2 separate regions of the Mus musculus genome follow, and region 1 is linked to region 2. Evidence: chromatin contacts called from public Hi-C data. All regions are on one chromosome and are shown on one strand. The core of a region is the stretch at or near the end of the contact, and the rest is flanking DNA. Distances in the headings are between cores, read along the strand shown. Region 1 has its middle 140 kb from the start of Nt5c1b. Region 2 has its middle 150 kb from the start of Ttc32.

What was found. A called contact is a pair of places that touch in the nucleus more often than the background predicts.
Region 1: a contact with region 2 is called in a Hi-C map of reprogramming fibroblasts, with 3 times the contacts expected there. The contact joins two enhancer-like sites. A contact is called at or near these places in 2 of 15 datasets of contacts at CTCF or cohesin (pro-B cells and stem cell-derived epiblast-like cells), 37 of 484 Hi-C or Micro-C datasets (the C2C12 cell line, the HL-1 cell line, the Patski cell line and 24 more) and 3 of 115 datasets of contacts at active chromatin or transcription factors (astrocytes, embryonic fibroblasts and vascular smooth muscle cells).

Annotation. Positions count from the first base shown.
Region 1 is chr12:10,228,645-10,234,614 of GRCm38.p6, reverse strand. No RefSeq gene overlaps it. Among named protein-coding and RNA genes, the nearest start is that of Nt5c1b, 140 kb to the left of the region's middle. Within about 2 kb of position 3,699, at least 27 of the 459 cell types and tissues checked have an H3K27ac peak or open chromatin away from gene starts, as enhancers often do.
Region 2 is chr12:9,176,608-9,182,211 of GRCm38.p6, reverse strand. No RefSeq gene overlaps it. Among named protein-coding and RNA genes, the nearest start is that of Ttc32, 150 kb to the right of the region's middle. Within about 2 kb of position 3,326, at least 11 of the 459 cell types and tissues checked have an H3K27ac peak or open chromatin away from gene starts, as enhancers often do.

The DNA of each region.
Region 1 (5,970 bases), core at 2,450-4,949, 1.1 Mb before region 2:
ACAATATCAGATTCTTTCTCCATCTACTAGTGCTAAGATGGTGACTGGAATTTTTTTTTGTTCTGTTTTCTACAATCAATTTATTTCCCATTCAATTTTCACATCCCACATGGATTCTAGTGTAAAGCAGGGTCCTCTTGGGGAAGCTTTGACGACTTAAGTTACCTACTGAATCCTGTGTGGCATTTACAGTGGATCCTGGTTATCTAAGGTATATGAGATATTTTCAAACTGTCTTCTTTCTTCATCTCTTCCTGTGATATTCACAATGGTGTGTCTCTCCATAGATCATAGTTTGAAATCCTAACCTCCAATGGAGTGGTATAAGGAGCTAGACCCTTTGGGAATTGTTTAGCATATGGGATTAATACCTTTACAATTGGCATCAGAGATCTGTTTTATGCCTTTTATATTGTAAGATTGTGATAGATAAATGGCCATAGCAGAGACACATTCACCTCAGCATCTGAATCTACCTTGCCTAGATCTCAAATTTCCAGGCTCCAAGGTGAGACGTAAAGCATCTCTATTATATCCTATTTAATAAATGGGGTTTCATAGAAGCTTAAATGAACTAAGATCATTGTGCGAGCCAGGGACCAGATGAAGGATTTAATTTGTAGTCCAAGAAAGCTCAAGTACTTTCTTCCCTGTTGTATATTTCCCACATTGCTTTGTGCTTTTGGTCCAAGTCCACCATGTAAACAACATGTGAGGGTAAGATTCATTTCTCTGGTTTCAATCAGATTGCGATTTCTCATAGGACAGGAAGAAAGAGTATTTTAATTTGTCCCATCCTTCCTTCATAGTTCACAACTACTTTATGTATAGAGACATTTCTTGTTATGTGTCCAATAAGACACCCAGTTATCATGAATATTATTATCATGACTGATCACTGTGCTAAAAATTAAAACAAATAAGTTGAAATCTTGGATTTAGCTAATAATTAGTTTGTACTAGCTTGGTCATTTCTATACTTGAATACTTCCAGATTAATTCCAAAGAAGGCAAGTTCATGACTGTGTACTTTATAAGGTTATGTTCCCCAAACCAAGCTTCTTCATGATTTTCTACTCTTAGTCATTTACCCAAATAGCAAGTAGATTGAACAAAAACTAGATAAGGGATTGAAGATGTACATTTTGAGAATGTTCCCAGAGCTGTCTTGTGAACAAGACCCATAGATATTCTTCTACTCTAATCACACTAAAATGGAAGGGGCCCTCCCATGAGGCATGGAGGCCAGGAGCTGTGGTCAGTTCCAGTGTGATTCTGAGATCGGATCTGTCAGCCTATATCTAAATCTTGGGTTAGTTATGCACTGTGGACCTCCGCAGTCCTCCAGCCCTCTCTTCTCAAGAAACCCTCTGGCTTGGACCCTCTGTCAATTTTTTTCCAACAGGCAATTGACAGGGCTCCCCCACTCTCCACTCCTGCTAATTCTTCTGTGGCTTGATGTCAGTCCCCAAGGGATAGGGTGAGCCTTGTGTTAATGCACGGTATTTCTTGAATGTTCCCCTCCTTCTCTAATCTGATATCTTTTACTACCTCCAAATTTCTCCGGGTAAGAACCTAAAATAAAATTCTAGATTTAAAGTAACAGCAATTTGGAGTCACCATAAATGTGTCCATAGAGTTAATACAAAATCATGTTCTTTAAGAAAAAAAAGGAAAGAATGGACACCCCAGGGGCGGCTTCTGTACTCCTTCTTTTTATTGACTGTTGTCTCCAAAGGTCTGATTTATTGAGAGTCACTTCACTCATCTATTCAGGACCCTTAGGAATAGCTCTCTCTTCTCTTATTTCCAGATTTCCTGGGAGACGAAACTCTCCCTTGCTCCACCATTCTGTATTTGTTGCTAAAGCTTGAAAACTTTGTTTTCACACATTTCAAACTAAGGTATCCCACTTTATTTCAATGCAAAATAGTAAAATGAGAAAAATCGCTCCCCAGCCCAGCAAACTATTCCAATGGCTCCTCAAATGACAGATTGTAACAATGTAGAAGTCAATTGCTGAGCTTTTTTTTTTTCCTTTCATCTCTTTGCCAGTTAACACCATTCTCTTCATTGTTTTTCAGTCTCTGAATGAATAAGTTGGGTTAGCTAGCCTGAACTCAGGAACCCTTTATCTTGGTTTAGTGTCCTGCCCTGCCTGTCCTTAAACTAAGTGTATATATAGCCTTTGCCAGATTACATTGTTTTAGGTATTCTTTTAATTATAAATTGTATAAATAATCACTGGCCTTATGTGATATCCTTTGAAAAGAAATATATTATTTAAACTAGATAATGTCACATAGAGGAGAAGGACCTAACAAATGTTTACTGATTGATTTTCTAAGCACTGTATGATTGTAATTGTAGCATTGATAATCATTCATGCTTGTGGTAACTCAGCGCTGCCCAGCATCTTTGTAGAAGACTGGTTTCTTATTCATGTAGTCAAATACCTTAAAGTTCATAGGCAAGTGGCCATGAAGCCTATTTTGTTTAAAGCACTATGACCTTCCAACCTTCAGACCCAGAAGGAATTCCTGTGTAGCAAGCCATATAATGTGTTGCTTCTGAGGCTCTTAGGCCAGTGTGTCTGGGAAAGCTTCAGGCTGGAAGTATTGAGGAGTATTAATGTGCAGACGTAGGATCTGTCAGGAATACGAGCTGTGGTGCAACACAAACCACCTGCAAAGCTTGTGATGTTTTTTGAAACAGAGTGCCGGAAAGAAGGGGCCCAAGGCCAAGAAAGGAAAATGGAGCTGCAGATTGGTGTGCAGCTCAAAGCACAGGCAGGGTAAGGAAGCTGCTCTTGTACTTCTATACCCTCCCCACCCCCAGCTGCTGTTCTGGGTGTCACATTTTCGTGACTGATGGACCATGTCAGGCTGAGGCATACTGGATTTCTATGCACATAAGAAAGGGAACAGAAAAGGTCAATGTCTTCAGTAAAACTTAGAGGATGATTTTACACCAGCAGCGACTCTCCCATAACGTTTAAAGCAGATTCTAATAAGTGGTTTCCAAATAGTAACAAAGCCGTGCAATGAGTTGCCAGGACATAAGCTGGGTGCCCCTTAGACCTTGGGAACTGTAAATCTCGAAAGAAGGCAGATAGTCTCCCCAATTAGGGTGCTAAGATTAGCAATCTCTTTCCTGAGTTTGCCAAAAAACACAAAGATGCTGATACAGAATTGGTAGCAGATCCACTAAAAACAGGCAGCCATGTGTCCATTAGTGTATGTCTGTGCTTCTGTGGTTAGGAGGCATGCAGCTGAGTGATGGGCCGTGCTATTTGTATCTCTGACATCATCAGTGCCTCTGAGGGAGTCCTTGCTAAAGCATGTCTCGTAGTCTAGTTGTTGCTCTTCAGAGCCATGATTTAGAACTACTTTTTCGTTTTGTTTTTTTCTAATCCTAAGTTTTTCTATGTAAGCCTTGCCTGAAACAAACACATAGCTTCAAAAGAATATAAAAGTAACGGTCTGTATAGGCATCAGTGGCAAAATCCTGGAGCCAGGAAATGCGCTTTGCAAAACTTCAAGGAAAAAAAAAAAAGATTTGCTGAGTGACTAGTGATCCTAAGAAAAGTTTCACTCCAGTGGCACAGGAGTAAGTATAGCAGTGTCTGGAGTGTTGGGACACCTCGGACATTAACCAGACCAGCTTTCCCACCTACTGCGTCATCAACATACTTTCTCCCAACACTCTGACATTTCCTCCCATCTCTCCTCACCTCCATCAGGCCCCCATGTTCTGTCCCTCACAAAGTCTGTCCCACCTGGCTTCTTGTCTTGGCTGATGAAAATCTACAGAGGCAGGAGAGAAGGAGCTGGATGTGATGCGGGCTGCAGATTACACGGGGATGAAAAGCACAGACGCAGATCCCATGACTGGTGAGAAGAGTCCACAAGAGAAGTAACTGCAGAGTAATTAGCAGAAGACTGTGTGCGCTGGTACATGGATGTGCTAAAGTGCTCCTACCGACTTTACTCTTTAACTTTGTTAATTTTAGGCAGGGTTCCTAAATTGGTCTTGCTATATAGCCAAGGATAACCAGTCTGAACTGATTATCCTCCTGTCTCCAATTCTCTAGCCCTGTGGTTACAGACAATAATTATGATACCTGGTTCTTGTGATACATGAATGAGAATACTCAATAACCACAAATATAAGATTTGGATTTTTAAGTCCCTAGTTTCTGATTTCAAATATTGCATTTTTTCCATTTGACCCCATTTTTGCTTACATGGATACAAAGATCCAAAACCCATAACACAGAACATAATATTTATTTACATTCTGAAATAATGTGCTGCTTATTGTTTTCAACAATTGTTTGAAACAACTTGGTTTTCAGTCAGTCCATGTGTGTTACAGGTGGCCTTTTGATTAAACAGGCACAAAAGAAGTTTGAAGAGATCACATTTTCTTGGAAAGCCATGAGAGTGAAGAAGACGTATGATTTTTGAAGAATGGTCTTTTTAAATAGCCTTCTATTATTTTACACAATGGAAGAATGAAAGCTAAGATACATGTGATTTAAAATTACTGTTCACTGTTATTTTTAGGGTTTTATGTTGTAGGATAGTTAGCAGGTTAGGACTAGGGCTCTTGCCTAGCAATAACTACTCATATGATGGCCATACTGTCAAGTACTGATTGCTTTTGGATGTCAGTTTCCATAATTTAAAAATGAAAGGTTATGACTAAATTAGTTCAAAGTAACAGTTATGAGCCTCATTGAGTATTCTTTTTGTATTACTGAAAATAGGTTCTTTTCTCATACAAAACATCCCAAACACAGTTTCTCCTCCATCCACCCATTCATGTTCACCCACACATGCCCTTCCCTCCTTCACCATTTCCCCTTAGTAAATAGTGGGCTTCTAAGAGACAACAACAAAACATGACAAAGGAAGATACAATAAGACAAGGCAAAAGCCCTTATTTCTAGGTTGGGAAAAGCAACCTAACAGGATGATAGGAGTCTCAGGAGCAGGCAAAAGAGTCAGAGATACATTCTCAATCCCACTGCTAGGAGGTTCACAAAAACACACTAAGCTAACAGTCATAACATATATGCATGGGACTTGGTACAGATGCATGCAGACCTGTGCTTGCCAATTCAGTCTTTGTGAGCTCTTATGAGCCCTGTGTAGTTGATTCAGTGGACAGTACTCTCCTGGTGTCTTGCAATCCCGTTGACTTCTACAATCTTTTCTCCCTCTCTTCCATGGCTTTCCCTGAGCTCTGAGGTGAGGGAACTGATTGAAACTTCCAACTTAGACTCTCTCTGGGTAGTGACTGGATGTGGATCTCTGCACCTATTCCCATCAGGTACCAGAGGAAGCTCTTGGATGATGACTGGACAACCTAAGGTAGAAGCAGATATGACTGGCCAATATGTATATGTGTATGTGCATATGTATATGTAAACATATATGAATATGTATATATCAATGATGTAATTCACTTAGTCCTCCTCCTCTTCTTCCTCTTCTTCCTCCTCTTTTTCTTTTTCCCATAGTGTTCCTAAGAAGATACTTTTAAAGTATTGGTTTGTAATCTCAATTCATTAGACAGGTTTTGTGGACCTTTCTAGTGTATGTAACATAGTGTATTGAACTCTGGAATTATGGGAGTATTTACTTATTCCCTTGTCCAATTGGTTTCATGGGGCTGGATTGTAAACTGCATTATGATTTTCTATAATATTATTATATAGTTCAAGAAGACACAGGTTATACCATAGTATAAAATCTCAGCAACTTAAAAAAGGAAGTCTGTTTTGTGTCCACACAAATGCTGAAGTTGTCTCTAGAGGACCCTCTGTTATATGACTCCTCTGTGCTGCAAGAAAGGCTCCAATTTGTCTGCCTACACATAAAACATCTACTCTCATAGATAATAGGAAAGGGGGTCTGTTGATATCTCCAATTTTCTTTTTTAGCTTTGTTCTAGAAGCATTCT
Region 2 (5,604 bases), core at 2,077-4,576:
GAGACTAGAGGAGAGGATGCATTTGGGACTGAGATGGCCAGAGACGTATTGTCAGACCATGGGGTTCCCAACCCCAGATGGTATCTCTATAAAACAACCTCTACACTAAAGGCTCAGGGAACGTCACAGAAAATAGGGTGGGAAAATTGTGAGGGCCAGAGGAGTAGAGCACCTGCTATGACATAGTGTCTTCTGTATGTGTCGGAGAAGATGCCATGAAATGACAACAGTGTCTGCCTACACAAGACCTAAAAATGATAACACCGATTGACATGCTTACATTGATAAGAAAACCTCACAAGGCCCCACACCAGATGAAAAGCTACAGGCAATTAATGACTGCTGAGAGGAGGAGTCTGCTCCAGGGACCAGTCAGTCCCCTGATAGGTGATATAACACATATGCATATACACAATATTAAATGAATGCAGCATTCTGCCTTTCTAAATTTATCAGTATGTGTGTATGTGTGTGTTTGTGTGTATATAAAACAACAAAAATTAAAGAATAAAAGACCATTTTTATCAAAGATAAGACTAGTTCTGGGATGAAAACATGAGCTAGATGATACCCAAGGATGACAAAAGAGAAAGTGCCAGGAGACAAAACAAGCTAGATATAGACATGGGGCTGAAATGACCAGGCATATATTGGGCAGCCATAACAAGGCCTCTGGATAGAAGGGCTTGCCAGCACATACAGATAGACTCTATTTGGGGGGCAGTCTAAGGAGCCTTGAAGACCTTTGTGCAAAGGAACAACATTCTTGAAAAATAACTTAAGTGGGATTTTCTGGATGCACCTATTAACGAAGACTAGAAGAAAAAATGCTGTTTAAGCTGACTGCCTGAATGCCACTGGCATACCAAAGAAAGAGCAGAGCTTTAAAATGGATTTCAAGGTTATGAACAGACAGTGGTTTTGTTTTTGTTTTGCAAATCTAAGTCAAATTTCTTTAAGATAGGTTTTTTCAAATGTCACAAAAAGCAATTCAATGTTAGCCATCAATTATACAATTATATACACAGGAAAGCAACTTCCCCCTGCTTGAGTGTCTGAAAACATAGTCCTGGGTTCAAGAACTCAGGACCAGGAGTGCTGACTGTCCTGACTTCCCCTTAACAAGGCAGATCTCTACTTACGAGACTCAGTCTTCTGCCACTGGATCTATTTTAATAGCATAATGAGGGCTGTGCAGCACAGCCATCCAACCAACCCTGAGAGTGCACCCCTAAGTGTCTCAAGATGTCCAAAGAACATCAAAGGGAAGGAGAATTATTCTCTAGCTATACCATAGGAGACAGACCCTGATATCCCACTGTTGGAAATAAAAACCCAGGACGGCTCCCACAGTGCCAGTAAAAAATATGGACTCAGAAGATTAACTAGTTCCAACGCTCTAGCCATTAGCCAACCCTAGCCTGGTATTATACATCGAAAGGGATGCTTTTATTAGTCCTGCCTGCCAAATTTCCCATGAGGCCTGAGGAAGGAGTCCCCTTGCTCAGATCCTTGTGTTAAAATCTTCTAGTTCCTCTTTAAGTGAAGCCAACCTGAGGAATCAGGAAAATGAAGAGCCTCCTTTCTGCCAAGATGTTTAACCCTTTGTGACTCCCATGTTTCCCCTCCTGATACCCCAGGATAAGCACATTGGGTTGGCTCTTACAGTTTCTCAAAGCACTTCCACACCCAGAAGTTCCTTATATCCCTGCCTTGTCCCCATATGGATTTAATGATAAGGAAGCCAAGCAGCTCTGGCTTCATCTGGAAATGGCTCCAACTGTCCCAGATTTAGATAGAGAAACAAAAGAGTCAGAGGGGAGGGACGCTATCTGCCATGCCTACTGGAGCTGTCCAGGTTCTGTACAAGTACAATTCCAGTTTCTTCCCCTTCTCCACCAATGCTGAGATTCCCAAAGACTCAGTGAGGTTCCCTGTGTTGGCCTCACATAGTCAGCAAGTCTTCTGAATAGCCACTGTGCACCAGGTTACCAAAACTATATATTTGGGAAAACATGGACAAGTCATAAGAAGAATTTATGTAGATGAATACTTATATTTTTAAAAAGTAAATGGACCAACTAATAGTCTCCATTAATGAGAGTTCCCATCTCTCCTCCCAAAGCTCACATTTTTAAGTGCTTCTGAAGGTTCTCATATGCCATGCACATACCTATGTATACCTCAACCCTTTCCCTCTCCAACTGAATACATCTACCTTTGCTCTGTCAATACAACTGGGAGTGAGGCAGCAAAAGGCCGAGGGAGCCAAGGTTGTGTTATCACACATGAAATCCTCATAGTGGCAAGACCTGTGGGTTCCTTCTTTCACATGGCACCTCTCAACCTCACCTCCCCACTCTCTGTCTGCCTGCTGAAGTGCCCCATCCCCATCTCATCTTTTGCCTATATCATACAAGCTTGCGCTCTTCAATAAATCTTCTATGAATTCTAGAAGAGGGTTGACTTGTCCATCTTAATATCTGTAATGATAAGAAGTTAAGAGAAGATGCCCCACTGCTCCACAAATGTCAGATAGTTGGATGCATGCATGCATACCAAAAATGTATACAAGTCTAAGCTGGAAATTTTCCTATTCAAGTGGCCCATGAATATAAAGCCTCCCTTAAAAGTCATCATAGGTGACAGTGTGACAGTGACAGATGTGAATAGAGGAAACTCTTCACAGTTCTCCTATGGAAGATCCCAAATCCACCCGTCCTACCAGCACAACCTACTAGATGCCAAGGCAGTTAAAAAGTGAGCATCCTTGTTAATGAAGGCATCTCTCTGATTTTCCACACACCATCCGCAAGGACATCCAAAGTCAAGAGCACAGACCATTCCATCCAAAGACCATCACATGCGTCAGGGAGCTGAGGTTTGAAAACTTGGGTTTCCTGCTTCTCAGCCAGGGCTTCCTTGTCATATCAGGCAGCTGAGCCTAGAAGAGGTTTCTAGTGTAAAAATCACCCATGGCCAGGGCCTGGGACTCGCAAGCATGAGGATATTATGAAGGCCACCATTACCAAGCATAAGCTTCCTGCTGAGGCCACTGAGTAGAGGAAATAATAACGGAGATTGAAAGGCTCTCTGTATTTGACCCTCTGCGACCCCGTCATTTTTTCAGTAGAACCCGATAGGGATCAGCCACATCTGCTCTCAATAGCAAATGTAAAAAATGACCTGCAGATTTAAGGTCTGAAAAACATAAACTTGTGTTAAAAGACTGACAAAAAAAATCCCTGCTCTCGATAGGATGATGTCATTCAGCTACAGACCCGTTGCAATAACAATCGTCCGTCAGATTCCATGCCCAGGACCTGAGCTCTTCCCTCCTGGGACTCCCAGCAGCCTTTGTCCCACTGTGTGTCAGCTATGCAGTGGTCACATGGAAGTTCAGGGAGCCCCCCAGCCTGCATAATTAAGGTTGGGCTGCTAAACTTGCCTGTACCCTGAGCAGCAGAGAAGATCAACTTACTTCACTCTTCCTTTCAAACATTCAGAGAGCTGAAGGGGGGGGCATATTCTAAGTAAGCTCAGAACAAACTCAGGGAACTGGGGAATAGACCACAGCTGGCCAGGGGTCAAGAGGACTTTAAAAGTTAGGAAGCTCCTTGTTAGCCACGTGGATGAGACCCTCCAGGCCACTTACTCTGCTGTGTGCAGAAGCCAGAGGTCTTCAGGCTGACCCGAGGGTCCATCTGCCTAGAGGAAGTAATGGTTGCCTCCCTCCTCTATATATAACCCTGCCTCCCCATCCCCATCCCTACCCCCACTCCCGTCCCACCCCCACCCCCATCCCCATCTCCACCCCTACCCCCATCCCCATCCCCACCCCTAACCCCATCCCATCCATCACTCTCTCAACTGGACTGTGCTGGGGTATTCCCAACTCAGATGGAACTCTGAAAGGGAAGCTTATAGTGCCCCAGACAGCATGAATCAACCACTGTGATCTCCATTATGCAAAGTCCCATGCCTATTATCCACAAGCATGAGAGCTCCCACCAAAGACATTGTCCTGCCCCAGGCACTGTCTATAGAGTTCAGAACAACTCAGGTAAGGACTCGGTTTCTGGGAGCATACAAGCCAAGAGGAAATGTCTCCATGAACATTGCATTACTCTAACAAAGGGCCTAATATAATCAACTTTAAAAGATGAAAGGTTCACTGTCCTGTAGGCTTTGATCCATGCCCAGTTGGTCTTGTTGCTTGGGACCTGTGGCAAGGCAGTGTGTCATGGTGATAGTATAGGTGGCAAAATCATACACTTCTAAGCAGAGATGTGTAAGAGAGAACTGGGTCAGTGTCCCAATATTCACTTCAAGGGGAATACCTCTCGTGATATAAAATCTTTCACGAGACCTTACCTTTTAAATTTCTGGAGACTAATCCTTTCTGAGTAGGCTTTGGGGACACATTTTAGATCCAAATAATTATAGTTGGCAATATTCTTTGGCATCACAGAGATGCGAGAGGGCTGAGGAAGTGAATTTTGCCTTTTGTAGACTTCTGCCAACTGTGATGCTACTACATAGGGTCACAGCACAGCTCAGGGCTCAGACATAACCCACGAGGGAAAAGGCCTGTGCTGGCGTTTGATTTCTTCAAGATAGAGGAATCCATTAAGCATCTACTGTGTGCCATATACCACTGCTTACCTGTACATCTATCCCCTATGTTCCAGGTCTATTTGACCCAGACATGATCACGTGGAAAGCTCACAAGTCATCTCTTGGTGGGTGTGTTTGTTTCTGTTCCACCCATAACAACTCCCCCATGTTTCCCGTGAAGGGCAAGAGGCTGAGCTACACGGGCAACAGAGCAAATAGTCTGATCCCACCCTGCCATAGAAGTGCCCTCCATCTGGCAAGATTGGCAGCTGGACTCAGAACGATGTGTTGGCCTAAGAGATTCTTACTGAATAGCACATAAGTAGTTCATTTACCTTTGGAACACAGTTCGAGCTAACAGGTCTTTGAATATGGATGCTGAGATGAGTAGAACATAGCACCTATCCCCAGCTGCCTCGCCACTTGCTAAAAGGAGAGAAATCTATAAACAATCAAGTGTATAATAATAATAATCTATAAATAATAATCTATAAACAAACAAGTGTTCCACTGTATGTGTTGAGAGAGACATCTACACAGAGATTGCCAGAGCAACAAAGCTGTGAGTGACTCTGTTTAAAGGCACAAGAAGCTCTTATAGGGACAGTGGCCTTTGCATTTATTCTCTAAGCTCCCTTTGGGTGCTAAGTGCCCAAGGAATCTAGACAGTATAAGTGTGGTACCCTACCCACAAGCCCCAAGCACCCTGTAGCGACAATGCAAACCAATCACAGAAAACAAGGACAATTCTGGAAACGAATGGAAGGTATTACTAGAGGCATACATAGGGAAAGAACGAAAAACTGTGCACAGTGAAGGCACAATATGATTATTAAATTAGGCAAAGATAATCAATGAGAACCTTCTAGAAGAATCAACATGGGCTAGAATTCCAGGGTTGAAATTTGAATTATTAAAAGGCATGGGGAAGCAGGGACACATGAACAGGGATGATCCAGTCTGACTTTACAGGAGCAGGTCATGGCT